2 separate regions of the Mus musculus genome follow, and region 2 is linked to region 1. A link is a contact called in public Hi-C data. All regions are on one chromosome and are shown on one strand. The core of a region is the stretch at or near the end of the contact, and the rest is flanking DNA. Distances in the headings are between cores, read along the strand shown. Region 1 overlaps Slc22a3 (solute carrier family 22 (organic cation transporter), member 3). Region 2 holds the start of C030013G03Rik (RIKEN cDNA C030013G03 gene).

Evidence for each region. Hi-C and Micro-C count contacts between places; a contact is called where the count stands out from the background.
Region 2: a contact with region 1 is called in a Hi-C map of cerebral cortex, with 2.3 times the contacts expected there. The contact joins the promoter of C030013G03Rik here to the enhancer-like site in region 1. A contact is called at or near these places in 14 of 484 Hi-C or Micro-C datasets (the HPC-7 cell line, cerebral cortex, cumulus cells and 10 more).

What each region holds. Positions count from the first base shown.
Region 1 is chr17:12,429,820-12,434,237 of GRCm38.p6, forward strand. It overlaps Slc22a3 (solute carrier family 22 (organic cation transporter), member 3), which reads right to left. Exons shown (of 11, transcript NM_011395.2): 6 at 3,979-4,076; 7 at 3,644-3,858. It also overlaps the pseudogene Gm3192. Among named protein-coding and RNA genes, the nearest start is that of C030013G03Rik, 35 kb to the right of the region's middle. Within about 2 kb of position 2,017, at least 21 of the 459 cell types and tissues checked have an H3K27ac peak or open chromatin away from gene starts, as enhancers often do. A contact at or near this core is called in the HPC-7 cell line, cerebral cortex, forebrain and 1 more, where this site is marked.
Region 2 is chr17:12,464,789-12,469,206 of GRCm38.p6, forward strand. C030013G03Rik (RIKEN cDNA C030013G03 gene) reads left to right here and starts at 2,056. Exons shown (of 2, transcript NR_077217.1): 1 at 2,056-2,234. The region is part of intron 1 of Slc22a3 (solute carrier family 22 (organic cation transporter), member 3); the gene reads right to left.

The DNA.
Region 1 (4,418 bases), core at 767-3,266:
GGTATGCTCCTAGTTCAGAGTTTTCCACTTAGAAATAAAAATAAAAAAAAAAAACCATATCTGGAAGGAAGCCTTGCCCTACTGCTGGGTTTGTAGCCGCACAGAGTGGCCACAACTGCAGAGGGACAGGCACAGAGAAAATGCCTGCTTTCTGAGCTCCAGAGTTCAGAAGTTTGCTTTCTAGACCATGAATCCTAGAGGAATAAGCAGTCAGGAAGATCTTTTCTTTTTCCAAGTTCAGACCATAAAAAGAAAGGTTTCTAGAGAAGTCATTTTCAGAGCTGACCTCTCCCAAAGGCTCATTAGCATTTTAGCCAGGGACCGATGGTGACATCAAGTCCAGCTGAGAGGCAAGGCTAACTTCACAGTCTGTGCCCCGGAGTCAAGGCCAAGAGCCCCTTAAATTGGAAGGCATGCTTGCTCAAGGGATGGGCCTCTATTCATATACAGAATTCAGACTGGTGATTCTGGCCCATCCAATCATAATAGACCCGTGAGCAGGAAGGCATGAAGACCGGGGCCTAATACCTAGAATCCATACAAAAGAGCCAAGTGTGGTGGTGGGCATGGAAACCCAGCCCTGGGGAAGTGGAGACCAGGAGCCCCGTGGCTCATGGCCAAACAGCCTTGCCTCAGTAGCAAACTGCAGGCTAAGTGAGAGACCCTGTCCTAAGGAACAGGTGAGCACCCATGCCAACCTCGGGTCTGCATGTGGATATGAACACCCATACCAACATGTGTACCTGCACATACATACATACATACATACACAGAATGAGAGGGAGGGAGGGAGGGAAACAGGAAAAGAGGGAAGGAGGGAGGGAAGAAAGGAAGGGAGGGAGGGAGGGAGGGAGGGAGGGAGGGAGGGAGGGAGGGAGGGAGAATTCTGAAGTACAGAAGTCTTCAACATTCTAAGCTTTCAACTTTTAATTGAAATTGCATACCTCTGAGAGAAGCAATTATGTTTCTATTGTGCCTCTCTATTCCTTTCGCTGTTTTTTTTTTAACAGTTTTTCTTACTTTATTAAACCATACTAATGTTCTTTCAAGGACAAACATACAGCCAAGAATGCTACAGTGAGAGAATCTTATTTTTATGAAAGAGACATCACGAGGCGCTCTCTTCAGTGATGTTTCTTATCACCATTCTGGGAATCCAGGAAATATTCAGCCCCCAAATCTACCACAAACACAGCAAATCCCCCATTTGAGTCCTTTTAATATTACGCTCGGGAAAGTGATGTTGCCTCCAAAGCCGCCCATGTATCTCCAAGCCTCATTGCGAGCCCATGGATCCCTCAGCCCTCGGGCAGCAAGATTCTTTTGCACCATTTCTAATGGCATCCCTTCAATTTTCCACTGTCTATAATCTGGAAGTTCCATTTTACCATGGCCATGTCCGTGTTCATGTCCATGTTCATGTCCGTGTCCAACAGCCATGTCTGACAGCAATCTGTCCTCCCATTTGAAAGTTCCCTTTCACTGTGTTTAGTGGACAGCAATTAATTAATCAATATTAAATAGATATACACTGATGGGTGCCTCTTACTCAGCTTTCATAGCTCTTTTATTAAAGATCTATTTTTATTTCTGTCTCTGTTTCTGTCTCTGTCTCTTTCCCTCCCCCCCCCCTCTCTGTCTATGTAGATCAGGAGTGGGCATCAGATACCTTGGAGCTGGAGTTACAGGCGGTTGGGAGCCACCGGATGTGGGTGCTGGGAACTGAGGATTCTGGGAGAGCAGCTGGTGCTGTGAGCTACTGAGCCATATCTCCAGCCCCAGCTTCCATAGCTTATAAGCTATGCTATTGTAGAGGGCTATTTGTGTTGCTTCAAATTCACATTTACTTGGAATCTGATCCTATTTGGGGATAGAGACCAAGAGGGAGAGGGTCACATGAAGATAGAGGCAGAGATTGGATAGATACCAAGAAATGGTGAGGGGAACAGAGAGAGGCTAGAAGAGCTCCTAGCTCAGAGGCTGTGGGAGGAGCTGCCCTACATTGTGCATTTAGATGTCAGCCTCCAGACAGGAGGGGAAGTGTCTGCAACCAGCTGGTGGAGACTTATTACTGCAGCCCCGAGAATCTGATGCACTTGAGGAAAATGAGAGAAACCCGAGTTTCTGCTTTTCATCAGCCATCGCAGGGGGATGGATTTGCACACTGATTTCATTCTGTTCTGAGGACTGGCATGTCTGCAGTTTTATCCAAGCATCTGCTATCTACTATCTCTATGTGCTATCGTGGGAATTCGTAAACCATTGTCTAATTAATGGTGTCTGCCATGAGTGTCTGCTATGATGTCTTCAACATTAGCAGTGTCTTTCCCGATCCTTGCTTTTCTCAAAGGCAGACGGCTTCCTTTGTAGGCACAGGGACCGTAGAGAACCTGGCTTCCTACACAACCTTCACTGCACACCTAGAACACAGAGATGACTCCTGTGTGCTAGTTCACACCATGCTGGGAGAGCTTAAGTGGCTTCCTCTTTGTAGCTCCAGCTGTGCTCTGCAGCAGAGGTTGTCTGTGCTGTTCACTGAGCATCTGGAGTCTTTAGCCATCTCTTCCTCCTCCTCCTCCTCCTCCTCCTCCTCCTCCACTCCACCCACTCTGCAGCATCTTGGAAAGGAACAGTCTTTCCTATCCCAGCCAGACTTTCTCAACTGGAAGCCAGTCTCTGTCTCAAACTGCTGCAGGTATAAGCAGTTCACAGCCCCCTTCCCGGAAGCTTACAGGCAGGACCAAGTTTTGCTGGGGCCTGGCTATCCTCTGGCTTCCTCATAAAGATTCTAGCAATAACACAGAAGCCTTAGTTCCTAAACTCATAAAACTTCCCATGATTTGGGGAAAATAACGGGTAAGAAGAAATAGTGGTTAGTAAAGACCTCTGACTTCCCCCTTGCACCTCCACAGAACTTCTCCCTCCCCCCTCCTCTCTGCTTCCCTCCCCCCACCTTTGTCAATTCTATTAATTTACCACATTATTGTTGCGACATTATTTAAATGTCCATGTCTATGTATCAAAAGATGGCCTAGTCAGCCATCACTGCAAAGAGAGGCCCATTGGACTTGCAAACTTTATATGCCCCAGTACAGGGGAACGCCAGGGCCAAAAAGGGGGAGTGGGTGGGTAGGGGATTGGGGGGGTGGGTATGGGGGACCTTTGGGATAGCATTGAAAATGTAAATGAGGAAAATACCTAATAAGAAAAAAAAAAAAGAAAAAAAATGTCCATGTCTTTTAATAGGCTATGAACAATATGAAGCCAAGAGTCACACCTTCCCTCTGTCCCTAAGCTGGGGCATGGCTTGTTACCTGCAGGATGGTGATGCTTGGGAAATATGTTACACAGTATCAGCCACATCACATCACTACATCATAGATCTAGCATGATCACCTTTCCATTAATAAACAAACCTAACATTTCAGCAAAGAGAGGCATCAATGTAAAGATCTTGTCAACCTTTATACTCGTGAGAAAGAAAATAGATCATTACCCAGCATGCCTGGGGGCAAGCTTTGGAAGGAATAGCGCACACAGCTCAGAGAGACAAGTGACCCCCTACCCCCTCCACCATATGTAATCACTTACAGTTTTTGTTAAGTTCTTTGGGAACTGTCAACTAAATGTGAAGAAAGATTACCTTCTGGTAAAAATGCAGTGACCAGACACGACACCCCTGCCACTATATTGCTTGCCGCAAAGGGAAGGCGTCGTCCAAGGCGCTCAATGGTCAGAAGGATTAAGAGAGCTCCGGGCAGCTCCACGAGCCCAGAGATAAAGAAGTCTATGTAGAGGTTGCCTCCGATAAGTCCCAGGCGCATGACAAGTCCTTGGTACACCACGGCGCTCGTGAACCTGCGGGACATCAGGACACCAGGGAAGCAGAGTAAGAGGGAGCAGGGAAGCCTGTGCACAAAATCGAATGACAGCCATGCACTTGACACCAGCTTTGAATTCCAGCCCGAGTCAACTTACCAAGCAAACATAAGGATGAGCGTGCATTTCCTCATTTGGGGAGTTCTCACAAGGTCTAAACAGGATGGGTTACTGACTTCTTCATCTGTAACTGTGATCTAGATAAGAAAGACAGATTTCAGTAGCATTATATAGCACGACACACATGCACAGTGTAAACTTACTAACTGCAAAACATTGAAAAGATCCTCCTGAACTTCTGGGCTCTTCCCAGTTCCACCTTCAGACCTGGGCAGGAGTTTGTCTTCCAGCATTTTCAGTACGTCAGATCCACAAAGATGCAGTGAACTCAGCTAAACGTCCAAGGATAAACCCAGGACTGATGCTGCTTCAAATCACGTTTCCTTTACATCACTGTGTATCTCTCCAGTTAGCACCCTCACTAATACAACACCTTTCCTCTATAAAAACCTTCTAAATTTGTGCTGTTTAGACCAACT
Region 2 (4,418 bases), core at 806-3,305, 35 kb after region 1:
TCTTACAATGATGCTGTTAGGTTAATCTATTACGTGTGAGGATGGCATGTCAGTGCTATGGTGCTCACCTGCCAATCATCAAGCAGAATTAGCCTTATTTTATACTTGCAGTGAGCTACACAGAAACCAATATTTAACTCTTAAAAGTTTTCTGGGACAATCTAAACCTGATACATTAGAGGATTTTTATTATTAATTACAGTTCTCAAGGGCGTGATTCTAATTCTATAATCATATGTAACGTTATCTAGAGTAATTGCCCACTGGAGTTAGACATGTAACAAACACATCTAGAAAAATGTACAAAGAAACTCTGAAAGCAAACAGATTGTTAGCAGAAAGGCCAACGTTTTGCTTTAGAAAAGAAACAAGGAGTGTCAGATATAAAATCTCACACAGGAGAATTTGCTTCAAAGCGCTGGGACAGGCACATGGCCCTGGCAGGAGTGGTCCTCTTAACAAGGTGCAGTGGCTTCCTTTTCGTTGTATGAATTTAAATGCCCCAAATTGTCTTCTTTTGGTTTTTCGAGACAGGGTTTCTCTGTGTAGCCCTGGCTGTCCTGGAACTCACTCTGTAGACCAGGCTGGCCTCGAACTCAGAAATCCACCTGCCTCTGCTGGGATTAAAGGCGTGCGCCACCACACCCAGCCCAAATTGTCTTTAAATCCACTTATTTTCTTGATTATAAAACTGGTTCTCTCTCTCTTACTCCTCCATAAGAGCAGCAGTCTGAAAGGATTTTTATATCCTGTATTTATACAGGATTAATTAAAAATAGATGTCTATTCACATTTTCTAAAATACTTGGAACGCTGACTGGCCAGATAATGCCTGCTTTTCTGAGCGTTCTGCATGCCAGGGACCAGTGATAGATGTTGCGTTTCTCAGGCTCTTTTGCCGGTGCGGAGCTGCTTGGGTTTAGGGAGCTAATGTGCGATCAGAAGGAAGGGCTCTGCTTCTGGTCTTGATGCAGCTCCTGTCCCCATTCTGACTGTGACAGTGGTGACTGGTGGCTGGAGGTGCTATTTAGTGCTTACAACCCTGACCTAGCCACACGTGGGCAAAGGGATCTGACCCCCCTGACTGAGGTGGGATGACCTGTCTCAAATCTGGGCCACGCCTTCTGGTGTCACCTTATATAAATGACATGCCTGCTTGCCCTCACTCTCACTGGCAAGCCCATTTCTTCCCTGGCATTAGAGCTCACCTCTTTGGCTTTCCAGTATACACTGTATTGATGGGGATGTCAAAGTTGGCCATCAGTCTGGGCAGAGGCTCATTACCAAGACTGCACCGTGGTGCCTACCTTTTCCCTCTATTTTTCTAGTCCTTCCAAATTAGTTCAATATAATCCTTTTGCTCGGTGGATCCCAGCCTGATCCATCTAGCCTGGATTCTATTTTTATGACTTTGCGCATGCTGGCTTGCAAAGGCACAAAGTAAGTGTCAACAACACATTTGTATTTAAACAAATCCAGGGATGTAGTTCTGTGTCTGTTAGATCAGAGACCCCTCTAACTGCCCCTCTCTTGCCCAGAAATCAGGCCACAACCCTTCAGTTCCTGGACATTTGACAAGGAAGCTGCCTGCACTGTGGCCTTCCAGTTTTTTTCCCTCTTGTTTCAGCTGCTAGGGCCCAGCTCTCATGATAACCCAGCCTGAGAGAACCTTCCATTGTAAGTTTATGTCTAGAGCCTTCTTCCATGTCAGGGGTCACACAGGCTGCGTTACATGGAACCTCTTCCCTGCCTCCTCTGAAAACCTGTGAGAGTCAGAAACTCCCTTTGTGCTAGGGATCTGAAGGTTGTCCCTGCAAGATCCCTTCACAGTACTTGCACTCTGTGATGGCTTTTCTTGGCTGGCAAAATTGACTACATTTGGGATTAACTAAAACCCAAGCAGCTAGGTACACCAGTAAGGAATCCTTGATTGAGTCATTTGAGTGGGAAGACTTACCCTAAATCTGGATCTTTTCGGATAGGAAGATCCACCTTAAATCTGGGCCACGCCTTCTGGTGGCAGACTATATAAAGAACACAAGGAGGAAGCACCTGCTCTTTGCCTGCTTGTCCTCACTCTCACTGGCAAGTTCATTTCTTCACTGGCACTGCAGCCTGCCTCTTTGGGGTTCCAACAGATACTGTAAGACCAGCTGAGACATCCAGCCTCGTGGACTGAATAACTACTGGACTCTTGGACTTTCTATCAAGAGAGAATAGTTGGACTACAGCATGTAAGCCTCCCCAATAAATCATTGTAGGAATAATATATATAGAATAAATATTACATATATATCATATAAACATGGGGTGTATATATATATATACATATATATATAGAAAATGGGATATATATGTGATATATGATATATATGTGTTTGTGTGTCTCTCTCTGTGTGTATGTGTATATATATGTGTATATATATAAATATATATATATGTGTGTATATATATAAATATATATATATACATTCTATCAATTCAGTTCCTCTCGAGAATCCTGACTAATAACACTCTCCAAATTCTCTCCCCCAGGGATTCATTGAGGCTGTCTTTTGAAGGGAAATTCAGTTTAGCCTCCTTTTTATGAACTGCTTTCATTTTTATATTTTAAAAACTTACTAGTGTGCGGGCGGGGGTATGTGCACACATGCTGGGGCACATACATGCCAGGTGGAGGTCAGAGGACAATGCCACAGAGCCAGTTCTTTTGTTTATGGGTTCCAGGGCTCAACCTAAGGCCCTTGGGCTTGTACAGCATGCATCTCTGCCTGCTGAGCCATCTCAACAGCCAAATGGACTGTTTTAAACATTGTAACATACTGATACCAAACCTGAGGGCTGAAGGTCTCTCCCTGTCTTCAAGGACATGCTGTCCCTAGTCGGTGAACTACCCTGGGAACTGAAGGGTGCCTCCCTTCAGGACCCCTATCATACCTGTGATGGCTTTCCCTCCCGATCCTCTTCTACTTGAGGACTGGTCACTCTCGGGAGCCTGTGGTCAGGAGGCTGATTTCTTTTAAGTGTCAAAGTTTCTGGTATGGGGAACACTTGAGACTCAAGTGCTCTCTGTGACTGCTCTCTGTGAGCAGCACACTTCAGCATGCTGGGATGGACACTCCAAGCCTCTGGGTCCTCTCTGCATTCCCTATGTGTTGCTGTATATAATAGACAGCTGGGCTAAATTTACAGTGTTTAAAGAAATATCAGCAGATAGTGGCACCTGGGGGCTTCATAGGCTAAGCCCTCCACCCCAATAAAGCACCAGGTGTGTTTGGTGGTTCCTCGGGAGACCTAAACCCAACAAGGATCATAGGTCATCTTAGATCACCAAATTTCCTGACATTGTCATCAGAGACACAAACGTGTGTGTGTGTGTGTGTGTGTGTGTGTGTGTGTGTGTGACTGTCCTGTTACTTATTAATCTTCAAAGCTGCATTATACTAACAGAGTAGCTCTCCTTGGCACAGGCAGAAAGTCAGTTTGATAAAAACTCTCAGGCTGCTCTCACAGAAGGCTGGAAGGGCTACATCTACCTCGTTCTGCAGAAAGCATGGGCATCTTTAGGGAAATTAAGAATTTCTGAAGGATTTCCAACTAAGGCCTTTTTTTTTTTTAGAATTTCCCTGCTGTTAAAATCCAAATAGACATTATGGTGCTTTGTGTTTAATGGTATTATGCCTGGATAAGCTATCAGTATATATGAAAATCGCAAATTCCCAAATTTTCTCAAAGCTAAAGCAGCAGAAGTTTTCTGGTACACAAAGGTCAAATGTAAGGTTAAGAACAACACAAATACTCAGTAGGACTTGCTTGCTCCCCAAATCATGGGGGATGGGCTTCTGACACTCAGCTGGGCTTTCCATGGGCGTCTAACTTAGCTGACCTTGATTGGAGTCTCATGCCAGAGATGGGATGGATGGTCAAAGGGCTTCAGTCACAAGCCACTAGAGACAGCCCATTGGTCAGCCGCATTGAAGGGCAGGGAGGGGCAAGGTCTCTGAAGTCAAGCCACACTATGTGCCTTCATCTCAACTGAGCAGTGTTAACCTTCAGACATAGCTCCTTTGGAGGCTGGTCTCCAGTGTGGTGGCGAAACCTTTAAGAGCAGTGTCTGCTGGGTGATGGTTGGATAATCAGGGGGAGGAGGACAGCTGAGGGAGGCATTAACCACTGTTTCCTCCAGAGTGGGTTGCTATAAAAGGAAACGAGGTCCTCTCTGGCTCCCTCTCTTGCCAGTCGGTCCCTATGCATGCCTTTGTGATGCCTGTCCATCCTGAGGTGCTTAGCAGAAGCCAATCAGATGGGATCACCTGATCTGGGAGTTTCAACCTCTAACTCCGTAAGCTAAAATAAACCTCTTTTCTTCATAAGCACCAAGTTTCAGGAATTCTAGTAACAACAACAAACAAGTTATA